2 separate regions of the Athene noctua genome follow, and region 2 is linked to region 1. Evidence: chromatin contacts called from public Hi-C data. All regions are on one chromosome and are shown on one strand. The core of a region is the stretch at or near the end of the contact, and the rest is flanking DNA. Distances in the headings are between cores, read along the strand shown. Region 1 holds the start of ARL6IP4 (ARF like GTPase 6 interacting protein 4). Region 2 holds the start of PITPNM2 (phosphatidylinositol transfer protein membrane associated 2).

Region 1 (2,727 bases), core at 219-2,718:
ATGTAGGAAGTAGTTATCACCTTGGAAAGTGATGCAAAACCAATCCTGCTGGGGTTAGGGAAGCCAGCGGCCCAGACAGCCAGAAGAGCAGGTACTCAGCTCCCCAGGGCTCATGCTGGGGCACTGCGTGGAAGATGTAGAAAGCCTTAACACTTTAATTCACTGCAAAGGCTCTGGAAATATTTTCAGGTGTACAGGGAGAACACCAAAAGCTGCCTGGCCTTTGTGAAGACCTCTGTGGCAACAGCAGCATCCCTGGTCCCACTGTAAACGGGAAACCACTGTACAATAAAACCCTGCACTTATCCCTTCTCTGCTGTTCACAGGGACTCCTGTCCTCTTCCAGGGGAAGAGCTTTTTGTTGCTGGGTGACAGTGAAGGATCTGCTCAAAAGTGAGATACAGGTGATTCACAACAGGCTGCTGGGAATAGCATGGAATTATTGTCACCAGAGGTGTGCCTAGCCCAGGCTCAGAAAAATCCATCAGGAACAACACAGGGAGAGCTGATTCCACAGGGGTGGCTGAGAGGATCTCTCAAGGCCTCCATGAGCCCTTTGGAGCAGAAATTTCCCTTTCAAAGATTCTGTGAAGCTTATTAAGCAAGCACAAACGAGCTTTAGAGACAAAGCTCTGGGATCCACCTGCACCATAGTAAAACTTCCCAGAGGAAGGCAAGAGCATACATTTAACTCCCTTCCTTTAGTTGTGTGAACAATTGAAATTGTAACTGGGTGCAGCAGGCAGACCTGGGGCTTCTTAATTTGTCACCAAGATCCCTTGGCAGCAAATTAATTAGGAGGGTCAAGTGTTTTCCCTGTTTTACCACTGGCTGGCTGAAATCACAGACTCTCCTATCTACAAAACAAATTAAATAAGCCAAATACTTTTTGATTCGGTGGCTGCATTTGCCTCCATGGAAAGTTAATTGTATATATTTGATATACACATACACCACTGTTGTTTATAGCAGCTTTTTCATTTATTTATTCAACTGCAATAATTACAGCGTGTGGACTGATAGCTGTGAAAGGCTGGTACGGCTCACACAAAGGGTGCTGATTTCAGCCTTCCCAGCAGATCCGCTGTATTTTTGGCCGGGGATGCCATTAGCACACAGCACTGATTAGCTTTTCATTAGCAAAACCCATTCAAACCGCGTCTCGGGAAGGAAACTGGCTGTTGTGTTTGTGCGCGGAGCCAAAGGGCTGCCATCAAGAAACTCAGCCGAGAAGTTTTCCACGGCAGAAAACGTCACTGCTTGCTATCTGCGCCTGGATTAGGCCCCAGAAATTAAGATAAAGGGGGTAAAAAGCTAAAGAGACCAGCTAAAAGGCCTAACGCCAAGCTGGAAAGATATTAAAATTAAGGTTAAAAATAAAAAAAAGTGAAGCTAAAGAGACCAGCTGGGGCCCAGCTCGGGGGGAACCGGCGGAGCCCGGAACCAAGGAGCGCGGCCCAGGGGCCGCCCGGGCCCGCAGCCGGAAGTGGGGGGAAAGGCCAGAGCCGGGCCGCCGGGCGGAGCGGAGCGAGCGGGGCCCGGCCCGGGGCTGGCGGGCGGAGCGGGGCCCGGCCCGGGCGCGGTGAGTCCTTCCCCGCTCGCTCCCTCCCTCCCTCCTCTCACCTGCGGCGGAGCCGGGCCAGGCCGGAGCGGCGGGGACGGGGCCCGCGGCGGGGAATTGGGGGGGGGGGCACACACATGCGCTCGGCGGCGGCGGGGGGGGCTGCTAAAGAGCCGGACGCGCGGGGCCGCCTCTTAAAGGGCCAGCGCACCTGGTACCGAGCTCTTAAAGGGCCAGCGCACCTGGTACCGAGCTCTTAAAGGGCCAGCGCACCTGGTACTGAGCTCTTAAAGGGCCAGCGCACCTGGTACCGAGCTCTTAAAGGGCCAGCGCATCTTGCGCAGGTTCTTCAGGGGTCAGCGGGCCTCATGCTGAGCTCTTAAAGGGCCAGCGCACCCCAGGCTCCCTGTGTTGGGGTGAGAGGGGCAGAGCAGCCGCCGGGCTCCCGCCTCTCCGCTCAAGGGCCGGGTCTGGGCGAAGCCGGCTGGGCAGGAGGTGAGACCCCAGCTCTGGGGGGTGACCAGCCTGAGGTGCTGCCGGGAGGGATTCGGGGCTCGTCCCCGCCCCGCAGCGGCACCCCAGACTCGCCGGGATGCTCCTGGCGGCGCCCAGCTCCGCATCATTGACCCCGTTGCTGTGGTTGTATAAAATCGGGTCCTGCTGTCCCGTGGAGTGGACCCAAGACCCAAACACCGTCCCCCGGTGCGAGGGACGGCTGCTGGCTGGGCGTCGATGAAGGGCACATCCCCAGAAACCTCCCTGCGTGTCCTTGATGGCTTTGGGTTGTGTGTTGTTTTGTTTTCTGGTTGAAATTTCCGTTTGGAAATCGATCAGAGGTCTGATTCACTTGGGAACGAATCACCACTCGGGGATGTCGAGGTGGTAAACACGCAGTTAATTAAATGCAGGAGAGTGGCTGTGAGAAAGCATTTCCCAGATACTGCTCTGCCCACGGTGCCGGTTTGTTTTTTAAATTAATGAGAGCATATATCACACCGTCTCTGGCCTGTGGCTGCTGGCAGCTGGTCGGGCTGATGGACGGGGACGCCAGCTCAGTGCATAATCTGTTTTCTAAAAGCAAATTGGAATATTAAAAATTCATCCCTCCCCTTGGCTCGCGCCTGCTCCCGGCATTTTAAATAACGGGGTGATTGACTCCATGTTCA
Region 2 (2,700 bases), core at 178-2,677, 150 kb after region 1:
TTTCCAAAGGGAAAAATCTTCCTCCCGCCCTCCCGAGGGGAGGCGCTGCCTCAGGAGCACGGCCGACTTCCAGCCGGCCACCCCGCAGCTCACTGACCGCAGGGGCGGCTCAAGCCCCGGGAGCCCCCGCGAGGTTCTCCCTCGGCTGTAATTACTCGGAGATGTTTCTGCTGCGAGGCCGCTGCCGGTCTCACCCCTCGGTTGCTACCACGGGCAGGGAGGGCACCCCCGGGCAGCGCCCGCGCCCCCTCCTCACAGCCAGGCCTCGGCCGGGGGGCTCGTGGGCCACCCCCTCCAGGACAAAGTCTCCACAAGTCTCTAACGCGGTGCCTCTGGCAAAGCTGAATTTGTTGAAATTCAAGCCCGAGAGACGCGGTAACCGAGGAAGGAGGACAAGGAGGACCGTGGCAGGATGAAGGCTCTCCCGTGGGCCCGGTCCGCTCCGGCCTCACACATACGGACGGTTCCCCGATACCCAGCGCAGATTCCTCCACATCCAGCCTCCACCTACCGAAAAATCACCCCCCCGCCATTACAAAACGCCCGGTGTGGAGGGTGCCCGTCCCCGGCTGTCCAACACCGACACTCAAACCACGACCGGAGGGGGAAAGGTCTTTGCTGCCTACGACCTGCCAGCACAGAGAGAAAGGAATAACGGGGCGTCGGCGGGGGGTGTCACACAACCAAACCTCGTTAGTACCCCCGCGGGGTATGTCAGAGCACGGCTACGAACGCCTCATTATTCTGTATCGGTAATGAGGAGCCGAGGCAGCGTGCTGCTATGGCTGCAGCGCCCGGAGCCCCCGCGGCGCAGCGGACCCGTCCCTCCCTGTCATTTACTCCTCTATTCGGGAAACTTTTACCGCCGAGGCTTCCCGCTGCCCGAGGGCGAGGACGAGACAGCCTGACCCCGTTCAGGCCGCGGGAGCGCCCGGAGGTACCGGCCGGGCACCCGCCGGCGCCGCGGCCCGCAGGGGCCGGTCCGCCGCCGCCACCCGCCGAGGCCCCGGGGAGGGGCCCGCCGGGCCGCCCCGGCCCCCTCGGGGGAGGCTGCAGGCGCCCCGCGGGCCCGGCCTTCCCCCCCCGCTGCCCTCAGGCCCGCGGCGGTTCCCGCCCCCGCCGAGGCAGCGGCCGGCCCGGCCCGGGAGGGCCACCAGGTGCCGGGGCCCGCCCCGCCGCCCCCCGCGCGCCCCCTCACCACGCACCGGCTGCTCCCGGCGCAGCGGCCGCGGCTCCCGGTGCTGCTGCTGCCGCGGCTCGGCGGCTGCCGCTGCCTACGAGTCGCTGCCTGCCGACATGCCCGCGCTCCGCTGGCATAATCCCCGGCGAGGGTGGGCCGGGCGCGGGCAGCTCCTCACCCGCCGGCTCCGCCGCGGCGCGGGGACGGCGGAGGCGGGAAGGGGGGGGGGGGGGGGGAAGAGGCGAGGCGGGCGGGCCGCCGCAGCTCGGCGCTGCGGGGCGGGGAAGCGGGGACAGGCGCAGAGCCCCGGCGCTGCCCCTGCCGCGGCGGCCGGGCAGCTTTATCCCCCCGCGCGGGCCGTGCCCACCGCCGCGGGGAGCCGCCACTTCCTTCCCCGCGCCGGGCCGGCGCTGCCGCGCTGCGGGCGGGCGGGCCGGGGGCGCCCCCTGCCGGCCGCGGGGGGGGGCAGCGCCGCCGGGGCCCGGAGCCGCCGGCCGGGGGCGAAGCCGCGGGACCCCCCCGGGGCGCGTTCGGGAGCGGGCGCGGGCCTCGGCCCCGGAGCAGGCCGCTCCCGTCCGCACCCGTGAGGGGCTCCGGCTCGCCGCGGGCGCTCCTGCCGCCTTCCTCCAGCCGCTGCCCAGCGCGGGGGTCCCGCTGCGGCTCCGTGCCCGCGGGAGCGGTAACGGGCGGTTACGGAGCCAACTTGCACGGTGAGGCGGCGGGGAGGGAAGCCCCAGGGCAGTCTCTAGCTCTGACCCTACCCCCAGGCGTTTAGCAGACCTGGTTACTCCTGGAACTTTACTCACTGCAAAGACTGGGGGGAAAAAAAAAAAAATATCACTAAACCTTTATCAGTCATTTTATTCTGAAAAAAAAAAAAAAAAACCAACAACAAACCAGCAACAAAATTTGCTGTACTGCTTTAAAAACTTGTCAATTTGCTGCGGGTTGGTGGTTGTTTTGTTGGGGTTTTTTTAAGGATGCATCACTTGACCCCTTCTGTTCTATTCTGCAAATGCCAAACACTACCAGCAAGCAGCCCCTTGTGCAGTCCTGGGTAATTCCAAACCCACCAGCTGATGCTTCAGGCTCTTAGTCCTCAAACTGCACCTTGCACCTCACCACGACCCACTCCCCTTTCTGCTCTTTTTTGCAGAGCTTGAACTTGCCTGCCTAAGAAATGAGTTTGTTTTGCCCCAGGAAGGTCTAAGTCCACTTTATAGCTCTTCTTTTCAGAGCCAAAATGTGCCAGTGCAAGGCAGATTATTAAGAGGTATCAATGGCCCAAAGAGACACTTCTTTCTTTTTTAGAGATGTGGACAAATAGAAATTTTATATTCCAAAGGTTAAAAGCTCAGAGGTGAAGGAGCTGTAACGTTGTTTATCAGAGAAAACTACGCCTGGGAGTGTCTTACAAGGGCCATCTGAGCCAGAAGAGAGCCCAGGAAATCTGGAGAGGTGATAAATACCTACACAGCAGAGAGGGGGCAGGTGGAGTAACACCAGAGGAAGATGATGAC

The links. A called contact is a pair of places that touch in the nucleus more often than the background predicts.
Region 2: a contact with region 1 is called in a Hi-C map of heart, with 3 times the contacts expected there. The contact joins the promoter of PITPNM2 here to the promoter of ARL6IP4 in region 1. A contact is called at or near these places in 2 of 2 Hi-C or Micro-C datasets (heart and liver).

Annotation. Positions count from the first base shown.
Region 1 is chr17:3,716,026-3,718,752 of bAthNoc1.hap1.1, forward strand. It overlaps ARL6IP4 (ARF like GTPase 6 interacting protein 4), which reads left to right and starts at 1,469. Exons shown (of 6, transcript XM_074921187.1): 1 at 1,469-1,582. It overlaps OGFOD2 (2-oxoglutarate and iron dependent oxygenase domain containing 2), which reads left to right. Exons shown (of 6, transcript XM_074921182.1): 6 at 1-312.
Region 2 is chr17:3,864,122-3,866,821 of bAthNoc1.hap1.1, forward strand. PITPNM2 (phosphatidylinositol transfer protein membrane associated 2) reads right to left here and starts at 1,428. Exons shown (of 25, transcript XM_074921469.1): 1 at 1,206-1,428.